2 separate regions of the Rattus norvegicus genome follow, and region 1 is linked to region 2. Evidence: chromatin contacts called from public Hi-C data. All regions are on one chromosome and are shown on one strand. The core of a region is the stretch at or near the end of the contact, and the rest is flanking DNA. Distances in the headings are between cores, read along the strand shown.

Region 1 (6,179 bases), core at 1,530-4,029, 100 kb before region 2:
TACTGGGAATCAAACCCAGGGGCTTCCTGCAAGCGAGGCACTCTCTACCCCTGAGCTACGTTCCTAGCCCTCTTGGTGGTTCAGTGAGACCACACAGCGCAGTGATTTAGGGCATGTGACTAGGCGCTGGACTGCCTGTGTGGGAATCCTAGCTCCCTTACTCTCTTAACCTAACACAGCCCTAAGCCTAAGCTATTTAACTCTTCAGGGCCGGGAACGGGGCATAGTTTCCTCGTCTGTAAAGAGAGACCAGGAATATGACCTAACCCATGGGTCATATGAGGGTTCAAAGAGTCAAAGCAAGACCTGTTGAGTGCCTAGAAGACTGTCTACTAGGGATGACTATGCAAAGGAGGGAGGCTGTTTTCAGACCCACTGGGAAACTGAGGCAGCTGGTAAAAAATCAGAGTCTTTTCTGACATCCAAGGTAAACCAGTCATGAGAGAGAAGAGGAGATGATTCACCACAACTGGGAAGCAGGAGCTGTAGGCCATGTCTGGTGAACTATCTGCACACTGCCACACAGGAAAAGTACCTGTGGGACAAAAGTGACTTGGTCACCAAAGTGGTCCGTTGACATCCACAGCACTGGGCCTAACACAGGAAACCAACTATGTTCCAAGTTCCGCTCCACCAACAATCTTTATAATGCCTCTAAAGTTTTAAGAGGGTGACTGTGGTTAAGGAGATAGCTCAGCAGTGAAGACCACTGACTGCTCTTTCAGAGGACCCAGGTTCAGTTCCCATCACCCACATGGTGGCTCATGACCACCCATAACTCCAATTCTAGGGGATCTAATACCTAATTCTAACCTCCTCCAGCACCAGGCATGCATGTGGTACACAGGCTTACACACAGGCAACACACACACACACACACACACACACACACACACACACACACACACACACACTAAAAAGTAATTGCCCATACATCCCTACAAAATGTAAATCTCAAATTTAGAATCACAAATATCTTTCCATTTGAAATTTGCTGCCAAAAAGAGTTCAGAGGGCTAGAGAGATGGCTCAGCAGTTAAGAGCACTGACTGCTCTTCCAGAGGTCCTGAGTTCAATTCCCAACAACCACATGGTGTCTCACAACTATCTGCAATGGGATCTGATGCCCTCTTCTGGTGCGTCTGAAGACAACAACAGTGTACTCACATATATTAAATAATACATACATTCATACATACATACATACATACATACATACATACTCAGAAACTGTCTTTTACGCATTTAGTGTTCACGTGTCCATGCATGCATGTGATGTGCTCTTTTGTGGAGGCCAGAGGCGCTCGCTGTTGGGAGTCTTCCTCAATTGCTCTCCACCTCATCCTTCAGTCTCTCACTGAATCTGGAACTCATCAACTCACTGGCCAGTGAGCTCTAGTGATTTGCTTGTCTCTTCTCGCTCTGAGAACCCTGACTACAGATTCTGCAGCTACAGCAGATGTAGTGGGTTGGCCTAGTGCTGCTTGTGTTCTAATGCTAATTTGGGGCCCCCAAGACTGGTTACCTCAAAGGCGAGAGAATCCACAAGTAAGACATGAGTGACCCTGCCCCCAGTTAATTGTGATTGATAAAGATTCCGACAGCCAATCGCTGGGCAGAAGAGACACAGGAGGGGTTGAGGTTTCTTGGGCTTAGGGAGAGAGGACCAGAAGGGGAAGAGGAAGAAGCCACCATGGAATAAAGGAGGGGTGTGCAGGATAGGAGAAAAGAGAAGCTGCCATGGGTCAGCTGAGCCATAAAAACGTGGCCCTGGGGGTCACTCAATTGGAGCCAAGGGCAGCCCGGATAGAACACAGTAAATAGTAATAACTTGGAGTTACTGATTGAAAAGTAGATTCTAGCAGCTATCATACAGCTTAAGGCATATTCAATCTACAAAGGCTGTGTGTGTGTGTGTGTCTTTCATCCAGGAACTGAACAACCAAAGGCGGGGTGAGACCCCAGGCCAGGATTTAATATTTTCTATTATGTATGGCCCCCAAATAGCCAGCTACCCTGCTACTGTGCTGCTTAAAGCTTATGAAAAACATGAAGACTGTGAGTGTGTTTTTCACCCGGGAACTCCATAACCAAAGGAAGGGTAGAAGCCCCGGGCGGGGATTTTAGTATATTCCACTACAAGCAGGCTGCTGTGTGGACGTTGGGGCTCTGAACTCTGGTCCTCGAGTTTAAGCATCAGGCACTGACTGAGCTGCCTCCCTAGCTGAGGCAGGAGGGGTTCTTTGTGTGTGCTTTATTGTTGTTTGTTTTGGTGTGTGTTTTGTTGAATTGGCTGTTTGGGGGCAGTGGTTTTGTTTTGATTTTTGCTTTGGGCTTTTCCAGACAAGATTCCTCTGTGTAGTCCTGTCTGTCCTAGAACTCACCCTGTAGAACAGGCTGGCCTCAAACTCAGAGATCCAGCCTGCCTCTCCCTCTGAAGTGCTAGGACTAAAGGTACATGCCACCACATCCAGCTGTGGAGAGAATAGGATTTGAGGGTGTCCCTGTCAGCCACGTTTCCCTGCACCTCTGGAGCTCCCAGGAGGCTTATAGGCACAACTTCTAATATGAGGAAAAGTCACCAAGCCATGTGGAGAAAGGCTCCCAGAGAGGAGTAAGAGACGCCCTTCCCAGCGCTCACACTCACCTGGTACAGCGCCGATGAAAACAGTCTATCATGCTGCATTGGAACTGTTTGCTCTTCCCAAGAGGCAGGCAGCTCCTGAGGGAGCCAGCGTGTTCCTGTACTGAATGTTCCAACCCTTCACATCGAGCTCACGTCACCCAAGACTCCCAGCGCATGTTTGTGACATGACTAAACAAAGGAATTCAATGGGCACTAACTGTGGGGAAGTAGATTTGAAAACGTGGTTGTCTTTTTTTTAATAACATGGTAGATGAGATCATGAATTTGAGAGGGAGCTGGGCGGGCACAAGGAGTTGGAGCAGGAGAGGGAGGGCTGGAAAATTGTGTGAATACAGTACACAGTACTCACATATGAAAGTCTCAAAAAATAAATGTTACTAAAAACAACAGTAAACAAATGTTTACTAAAAACAACAGTAATAAAACACTCTGGCCCTTTTTTTTGCATGTGATAAGGTGCTGGGTATTGAACCTGTGGCCTCACACATGCTAGGCAAGCACCTTACCCCTGAGCTACACACCCCACACATGTTTTTCTTTTTTTAATGACAGGGTAGATTACCTGGTGACTGCTGGTCTCAGACACTTTAACATCCAAAGACCCAGCTAGGACAGCATACCAGTTGGTTCCAATGTCCCCTTGTCGAAACACTGAAAGAGAGACAGTGAGGTAAGCACACCAGGCACAGGTTTGAGGGCGGTGACCTGATAGATCCTCACTGGCATCGCAAGCATGGCTTATTTTCACCCTTCCTTGATCTGTTCTGACAAGAATACAACATGGCTTTCCTCGAGGTCATCCAGTCACAAAGCTTATCCTATAAATCCAACATTCTAAGAAGCAGATACCCATCATCAGAGTGCTCCCAGACACCCATCTACAATAATTGATCACGCTGACTGCAGTAAGAGCTGTTGGTCAACATAGTAACTCCAGGGTTTAAACACAGCCCTGGGGAGACGGAAGCAGGTGGATCTCTGTGAGTCTGAGGCCAGTCTGGTTTACATAGATAGTTCTAGGAGAGCCAGAGCCACACAAAACTTTGACTGTCTTAATTCACTAATATCCTGTGTACCTCATTTAAATACACTTCATTGTGCTGGGATTCTTGGAAAACTATGGCTCTAAACAGGAGAAAGTCTTATTGGATTTGCCCAACTTCACAGGTCTACATCGAAAACCACCATGTGGTTCATCCACAGTGCAAGCGCTCAGGCTGAGGTGAGAGGACCATGAATCTGTGGCCAGCCCAAGAGACATAAGACTTTGTCAGGAAGTAAAAAGTTAGTAGATAAATGAATGGATGTTTCCTTTTCAACAAACCAAGGGATGGCTTCTTTTTTCTTTGTTTATAAAGATTATGAAGACCAAGCCATCAGTTTTCTTGTTTGTTTTTTGAATCCACTGCACTTAGGCACTTGGTCATAATCCGCACCAGATGTTTCTGAACCTGCATTGTCTCTGAGTTTGTAATCTCAGAAACCATTTAGATCTTCAGGACAAACACTAGCTTCTGTGTTATGCTAATAGTAGACTTTGATAAGTCATCTGTAGGGCTGGAGAGACGGCTCTGCAGCTAACACCTCCTGCTCTTCCAGAGGATGAGTACGATTCCCAGCTCCCTAGTTTGAGAACTACCAAAACTCCAGCTCCAGGACATGCAACACCCTCCTCTGACCTCAGTGCACACTGGCACTCGTGTAGCAGACATTCACACAGACACACACACGTAAGTACACACACACACACACACACACACACACAGAGAGAGAGAGAGAGAGAGAGAGAGAGAGAGAGAGAGAGAGGGGAATAAAAATAAAATAAATCTTTTATTTTAAAAAGAGAGAAAAAAATCAGTCTCTGAAACTCTTGCTCCAATATTTCATACAAACCAACTCTATGGTTGGCTAAGGAACCACATGGAATGGTTTGTTTTGTTTTGTTTTTTCTTTATTTAATGTTTATAATCAAAGATCAAGCAAATGGCTTGCTGAAAAATCAAAGTCCAGCTTAGAAGGTGAGCCAAGGCCTGGCAATACCTAGGACACAGCTTCTGGGGACCAGAGGCGAAGGTATGCTCTGAGCCCATGCGGGCCGTGTTGTGGAGAACAGGGACAGGGAGGGCATTCAGCCAGGACAGAGACGGAGTAAGAGGATGGTGACACAGTCACACTGGCCTTTCCAGTGACATCGGCTCTCAGCCTCTGCAACATGCTTAGAGCTGCAATGTGATCCAATTTCCATTACATGCTATGCAATATTTGCTTCAAAATGGCTTTAAGAAACAAAAGCATCCTCCCAAAATGAATTTTCTGACATCAGTAGCTGGTTTGAAACACATAGAGAATGTTTAAAGATTTATTTTATTATTTATTTGTGTGTTTCTCTCTCTCTCTCTCTCTCTCTCTCTCTCTCTCTCTCTCTTTCTCTCTCTGTCTGTGTGTGTGTGTGTGTGTGTGTGAATGGATGACTGTGTGTGCACATGCATGCACACACATGTCTGCAGAGGTCAGGAGAGAATCTCAGAGCCTCAGTAGCTGGAATTAGATGATTGTGTGAGTTGCCCCAAATGGATCCTGGGAAACTTAACCTTCCAAAAAGCCACTTAACCTTCCACTGAGCCATCTCTCCTGTCCCTGTTTAGAGAAACTTTTAAAACCAGAAACGTGACCATTTGTGTGTGTGGACCTGGGAAAACATTTCAACAGATACATACTAAATATTATTAGTCATCTCTAGGCCTGGGCATGACAGGTGACTTTCCTACCTGTGTACTTTCCACCTACATGACAGGTGGTTAATTTCCTACCTTTTCTATAATGATCCCACCCAGAGCACACACACATGAGCTTGTACTCAACCAAGCCAGATTTTATGCAAGTTCACACCCTTATCCACAGGCCTGGTCCAAAAGTTCCAGCCCTCGCCTCGCTGGCATGGCGAAAGTTGCTTTAGTCAATCCAGGGCACTTCATCAGCCTTGCCAGGGATTGATTGGTCTAGACTTTAGCCATGGGGTACAACTCTGGCCAGTGACTCAGCGCAGGAAGTCTGTTGGGGAACTGAGAGGGAACAGTCCTTCAGGGAGGATTTCTGCTGTGGACACAGAATGCCTCCACGTGCTGCAGCTGCCCGAGACACAGGTCAAGCCCTGAGGTGCATGGGGAGGCTGAGGGGACCACAGACTTCACCACCAACCACGAATCATCTCACCTCAGTGCTTTCATATGTGAGGAATTGGATTTTTACCTCTTTCCTTCCTGAATGAGCCACTGGCTATTCAAGGAAGTTGGGTGGAAGTATTCTGTTACTGCAGAATAAAATATACCCAGACACGGGGAGCCGCTGCTTTCTTAGTGAAAAGGAAAGCACTTTATAACGGCAGCTTCTGACCTATCATTTTGTTCTTGCTGCCCCGATTCACACCTAAAATAAATACTATTTATAACCAAGGTCCGTTCAAAACATAGCTAACAGCATAGGCAAGAAAACTTGTTAATAGCTCAGTAGTCACCTCTTTCCTGGATTAAAG
Region 2 (6,464 bases), core at 3,568-6,067:
CAGCCCCCAGCGTGCAATATTAAATTGGTTGGTTTTAAAGTGCATTGCACATAGCTTTCTAAGGAGACACTGATGACTTTTCTCCCCTCTAAGACAAAAATGACGCGGAAGCCTGAAAGTCACTCTAGGCAGAGATGGGAGCATGAATTGTATGCCAAGATTGTACTTCAAAAGAAACAAATGCTGAATGCTGGATTGCGTTATAGTTTCTAGCTTTTCAGGGAAGCACTTCTGCTGGTTGCCATGGCGAGTCCTCTGGGCAGCAGTTTTAATTCTCCTCATTAGTAAGTAGCATATGGTGAGGTTACACTGTGCCTTTTTTTTGTGCAAGAATAGCTATGGAGACTTGCAACGTGAGTGAGAGACAGGCAACACAGTTTCTGCTGCTTGAAGGCAGAAAAGAGTGGAGCATTCCTTCTACCATGTGGCCTCCGGAATGACACATGCTTACTGAGAGAGTCCTGTCATACTAATTGTTTAAGCATATCCCTCAATGTGTGGGCAAGGTCAATTTAATTGTTGAGGCCCATTAAAAGACCTGTCTCAGAAGGTGGTACCTTGAGTAGCACAGACGTATTAATCTCAATATTGATTACAGAACATCGCTGCTCAGAAGATGAGGACAGTTGCTCCATCCATTATGATTAGCATGATGTTACACACAGGGTGATCCACAGCCACATAAGGAAAATTCTTAATGCAGCAGAGGCTGGGGAAGCTGCACGATTCCAGGAGAAAATAACGGCAGGAGTCCACCTAGATCATCGTGACACTTAATCACAAGGGTGCGGAACTATTAAGAATAATTTCAGGGGTTTAGCTCAGTGGTAGAGCGCTTACCTAGGAAGCGCAAGGCCCTGGGTTCGGTCCCCAGCTCCAAAAAAAAGAACCAAAAAAAAAAAAAGAATAATTTCAGAACCAGGTATGGTGGCACACTCTTGTCAGCCTGGCATTCAGGAGACTAAGAGTGGAGACTCATAAGGTAGAGACTGGCTTGGGCTATACAATGAGACCCTTTCTCTCTCTCTCTCTCTCTCTCTCTCTCTATATATATATATATATATATATATATATATATATATATATATATATATATTACAGTGCTGTGAGTAATGTGAGTAAGTGGTCTCACTGAGATATTAAGAAACCCTAGTGGTCCTTTTTTAAAGATTTATTTTTACTTCTGTATCTCTGTGTGTGTGTGTGTGTGTGTGTGTGTGTGTGTGTGTGTGTGTGTGTGTTAACCTGTGTGCACTTATAGCTGCATGTGTAGATGCCCCACATAGTTACATAGGTGCTGGACTCCAAATTCTGGTCCTTACAATGTCACAAAAGACTCTCTCAACTATTGGATCCCCCAAGTCTTTATAAAACACGTTCATTGGAAAAATTGTAACAATACAGAAATACAAAGCAATAATGTTTTCTGGGAAAGGGAATCAGAGATAGGTTACAGATATGTGGAGTTGTGTTCATGGAAAGCACAACACGTGGATGGATGTCAACACCGCAGAGCTTATCACGGTCACTGAGTACTTTCCTTGCCGGTCAGACCCCTCCAGCAGATTGTAAAAAGAAATGAATCCAAAGGCCCACACAGATGATCTATTACAATGCATTTTGCTAAGAGTTTATATTTTATTGTATAGATTTATTCATTCTTGAAAATATAAAATTAAAAGATACTAAATACCATTTGGGGAGCTAGATAATGAATTAATTGCCTATTGCTGTGCAATAAACTACCACAGTTATTGCCGTAAAACAGCACAATTTGTTCAATCCCCCCCGACCCCCCCGACCCCCCCCCCCGTTTCCTTGGGTCCCTTTAGACACAGCTGGATTCTCCATGGCAGGTACCAGGCAGGCTGTGCTCGCTGCTGGAGGCACAGATGAGGAAGGAGCCTCTTTGAAGATTATTTCTGCTTGATGCTGTAGGATTTAGGGTCCTAGATTCTGGCTGGCTGAAAGCTGGCCTTGGTGCCTAGCTCTGGCAGTAGGGTACCACTTGTGTTTCCCAAGAAGCCTACCTACATCACTGAGACAGCCAAGAGGACCTCTGTAGCATTCAGCAAGATGGGGTCATAGATGATGTAGTTTCTTTCTCTCCTCCTCCTCCTCCTCTTCCTCCTCTTCCTCCTCTTCTTCCTCCTCCTCCTCTTCTTCCTCCTCCTCCTTTGCCTTCTTCTTCTTCCAAATTAGATACAGTGGCTAACTTAACTGGCACTACCAAGACTGTTCCCAAAAAGGAGGGAAAGCTTTGTTAATACAATCTGAATGATAGAGACATCACTATCCTGGCAAAACACTCCAGTCCCTAAACAACCAGACTTCCAAAGTCTATGGCCTGATGAAGGAGATGGTGCCATTTCTTACCATAAGACATATGTTCATTGAGTCACTTCACAATTTAAGCAGTGCAGTGTGAGCTAAGGGAAGTCTACTCACTAAAAGCAGATGCACGTCAGAGCCTGAAGGCATCCCCAGGTGCTTCTTGTGTGTGTAAATGGGGCCAGCCCTCAATTTAAACTGAAAGGATTGCTTACAAATTAAGAGAGTAGCCATCATCTGGTTCCTTCTGACTAGATAGCTGTGGCTGATCACCAGATTCCATTAGTTAGTTAGTTAGTTAGTTAGTTAGTTAGTTAGTGAGTTAGTGAGTTAGTGAGTTAGTTGTTAGTTAGTTGTTATAGCTAGCTAGGTTGGTTGGTTGGTTGGTTGATTGGTTGGTTTTGGTCAGAGTCAAGTTGTCAATAAGTATACACTGGTTCCAGAAAAGGGGATTCCTATAAAGTAGAAAAAGAACAATCTAATTCATGTATCCAGGAAATTTGAACTGGGCAAACACTGTGTCAAACCCTGAGTGTGGGATATTCTGGCATTCAATGATGACCAAAACAGTGTCCTCCCATGATTGAGAAGCATCATGAGCAATTACTGACATGTGTCTGCCGTTGTGATAAAGATGACAACAGAGATATCTATGAGATGCAGGCAGCTGGAACTTGCCGCATCAGGGTCTGGAAATTCCACATCATGATTCCGGGAAGCATAGCAGCCCCCCAGACCTTAGCACCACTGACACCATGACGGAAGCTCCATTCAGACCTTGGAACCCAGCATGTAGGCACGCACCCTGGTCCCCCACAACAGGATCAATGACCCACTCCATCAGTGTCTATAGTTCTGGGAGAGTCCCTAAATGTACTAACCTTGCCCTTTTGACTTCTATATAGCTCTGTTTCTGTCTAACAGTTCTTGCTAACTGAGGTGTATTAACCCGGGATGTGGTTTTGTGTTTCAAAGCTTAACTTCAGAAAGGCTTGGGCCTGCACTCTGGTCCTGAGCACCCAGTGTAGTCACCAGTGAGCTAATAAAGGCCTTCTATTGACTCGAACCCTTGTCTGAGTAGTCCTCTCTGGTGACACCTCACAACAGAAAAATAGGCCACCTTCAGAGATCTCAAGCCTTGACAAACAGCTTCAAATCAAGAGCCTCCTTTCTGCTATTTACTTATTGAGTGCCTTTCCTATGTTTGTGGCAGAAACAGCTCTTAAGGAAGATGATGGAAAATAGGTGCACTGGTTCCAAACATGGATCTGTGGTTTTGCCTCTTTTCCTTCCCATTCTCCATTGTTTTCTTCCTCTCCCAGTATCCCCTCCCTCCCCATAATGACTACAGCAGAGAGAACAAATATGTTGGGAAACAAGAAGCTGCGATTTCACAACCTGTTGATCCTATTCCCACAGCAAATGCCTGAGCAGCTCCTGGCTGAACCATGCCCTTCCATAAATAGAGTGCATTAGGCCACAAGAATGCTTTCCAAAAGAAAATACTTCCAGCTCATTTCCCCCAACACTCTCCCTTGGGCAAAAGATAGGGAAGAAGTCTTTGAATATGCTCATTTGGGGAAGTCAAAGACCAAAGCACCCCAACTCAGTAGAAACGACCAACCAAGGTATCAACCAGCTTCATCCATGCAGCCATACAACATAGGCTGCCCCTCCTGAAAGTGTGACTGCCATCAGTTTGGGTACCCTCAAGCTAACGGGCTCTCTGCATGAATACCAACATTTTTTGCATTCTAAACTCCACAGTTATATTTTGTAGCGAGGTCCCCTGCCCAGTGTCTCTTGCAGGAATTTCCTCTGAAAAATCCGACTTAGATAAAGTGACAAGCCATTATATATTTGTTTGAATCTCAACCTGGTTACTAGAAGGTTCTTTTGCCTTTGACAACGCTGCTGAATATTTCTCACTTTTGTTCATGAGCAAATAGCTGAAAAGCACCTACTTTGTGCCAAGGATGTATTTCAGCCAGAGATGAGCCTAGTATGTACTCTCTAATAGTGTTAGGGAATTACTGCAGGCACCGCCTCTGCCCAGGGACCCTCTGCACTCCATCAGAGGAAGTAACAGAGGAAATTTCCCTACCAGATGCTGCCTTTCATTCCTACAATTACAGCTTCTAACAAACAACAAACACTTATTGATTATAAAATGCCTAACAGTACTTTCCTTTTGTAGTAGACAAACTAAGGCAGGGAGAAAGGGAGAAGCAAGAATATCTTTGTACACGACGGAATAAACTTTCCAAACTTCCATTCATGTCTAACCAAGTCTTGTAAAAATGTGGCTCACTGTGGCGGCCAAAAACAACACTCTTCGCCATCTTAAAATCAAAGCCAACTGTGGTGACATCACCACAACCTTTTCATCACATGACCAGCAATTCCAGGTCCCCAGTCGTTGTGCAAACGGGCTTGACATTCAGACTGAGACTAAGCATTGAAACCAGAAGGTCCGCCATCCAGATAACGCTAGCGATTTGTGGCTAAAAATACAGTCACCAAACACAGAAAGGAGAGCTGTGTCTTAGCGGGAGATGGTGCTCTGATGTATGATACTAATTTTAAACTAAGTTTGAAAGGGCAGGGCATGAAATTGGAGCCTCGCTGATTCACAGACAAATAAGGAACCAGCCGTCTGGGAAGGGCGGGTGGGAGTTCGTCTTCCTCTCTGCGGACTCACTCAGCATTCCAAAAAATGCTTTTCTCTTTCAAGATCAAAGATGCTGTTTTTGTCTCGACTCCCAAGACTGTCTACAGAAACAACAATAGGAGCAAGATGTGGGCTTTCTGTTCTCCTGTCCACTCGCTCATTTGTGGAGTAAATATTACTGAGGTCCCATCTTCCTCCAAGTTTCCCTCCTAAAGTGTATTTAAGTTTTTGCTCCGTTACTTGATTTCAATTTCCCTGTAATTCTGGTGGTAGAATTTTCTTCTCAGACATGCTGGGGCTAGAGAGATGGCTCCGTGGTTAAGAGAATGGTTCTTCCAGAGGAGGGCTTTCCCAGCACCATGGCAACGCACTGTCTGTAACTCCAGTTCCAGAACGCCCTCTTCTGGTCTCCACAGGCACCACAGGCGTGCAGCTGGAGCTCAGACATACACGCATGCGAGCAAATACCCATTTGTACAAACATACATTAAAAAAAAATCAAAAACATGTTAACTACTTTCTCTCTATTCTATAGCATGTTTGACTGCAGGCATGAAAAAAAAAACAAGAAAAGAAAGACACATTTTGCCCTTTTTACTACTTCTCTATGCCCTGATTTATGATATTATCAACAAGTTCCACATCATGGATACCTTTACAGCAAATATAATCGTGTGGACAACAGCCTATGAAGAATGTCCATAATCATTATTAGTTTAAGGTGTTTTTAGAACAACCCTTCCCCTAAAAAATAAATGGGAATATTAGACTTCTCAGTGGAAGAAACTGAGGCCCTGAACATTAAAAACTTTAAAAAGAAAATTATTTTATAGGTATATTTCAATCTATTAAAACAATTTCATCTTAAAGTTTCTTTTGGATGGGTGGAGTGTTTCAAGACAGGGTTTCTTTGTTTAGCCCCAGCTGTCCTGGAACTAGCTCTGTAGACCAGGCTGGCCATGAACTCCCAGCGATCTCCCTGCCTCTGCCTCCTGAGTGCTGGGATTAAAGGCGTGGGCCACCACTGCCCGACTTTATGTTAGAACTTCATAATGAACAAAATTATGTAGCTACTCTTTACTAATATTAAGAAATTGCCCATTGTATTTATAATCATAACTTACATTATAATTCTACAAATATAGTATATAAAGGTAACAAAATCGAAGACTGTTAGTGGCTGGTGACAGGAAAACCAGATAGACGACCAGGAGGGAATGTGAAGACTCCTATGATTTTTGGAATACGTTTTACATTTTATACTTTGTTTATGTGAGTCCACTGTGGCTGTCTTCAGACACACACCAGAAGAGGGCATCGGATCGCAGGGCAGATGGGTTTCATTAAGATTAGTCAAATGCCACTGTGATTTGAGAAAGAGAGGCAGAAGGACTTGTGTGAGTTCAAGGCCAGCCTGATCTACGTAGGGAGTTTCAGAACAGCAAGAGGGCTACACAGTGAG

Evidence for each region. A called contact is a pair of places that touch in the nucleus more often than the background predicts.
Region 1: a contact with region 2 is called in a Hi-C map of the A7r5 cell line, with 2.8 times the contacts expected there. The contact joins two enhancer-like sites. A contact is called at or near these places in 6 of 12 Hi-C or Micro-C datasets (the A7r5 cell line, frontal cortex, kidney and 3 more).

Annotation. Positions count from the first base shown.
Region 1 is chr3:77,278,466-77,284,644 of GRCr8, reverse strand. It overlaps Rapgef4 (Rap guanine nucleotide exchange factor 4), which reads right to left. Exons shown (of 31, transcript NM_001100642.1): 3 at 3,210-3,298. Among named protein-coding and RNA genes, the nearest start is that of Rapgef4, 65 kb to the right of the region's middle. Within about 2 kb of position 2,779, at least 12 of the 93 cell types and tissues checked have an H3K27ac peak or open chromatin away from gene starts, as enhancers often do. A contact at or near this core is called in the A7r5 cell line, where this site is marked.
Region 2 is chr3:77,175,569-77,182,032 of GRCr8, reverse strand. No RefSeq gene overlaps it. Among named protein-coding and RNA genes, the nearest start is that of Rapgef4, 38 kb to the left of the region's middle. Within about 2 kb of position 4,817, at least 18 of the 93 cell types and tissues checked have an H3K27ac peak or open chromatin away from gene starts, as enhancers often do. A contact at or near this core is called in the A7r5 cell line, where this site is marked.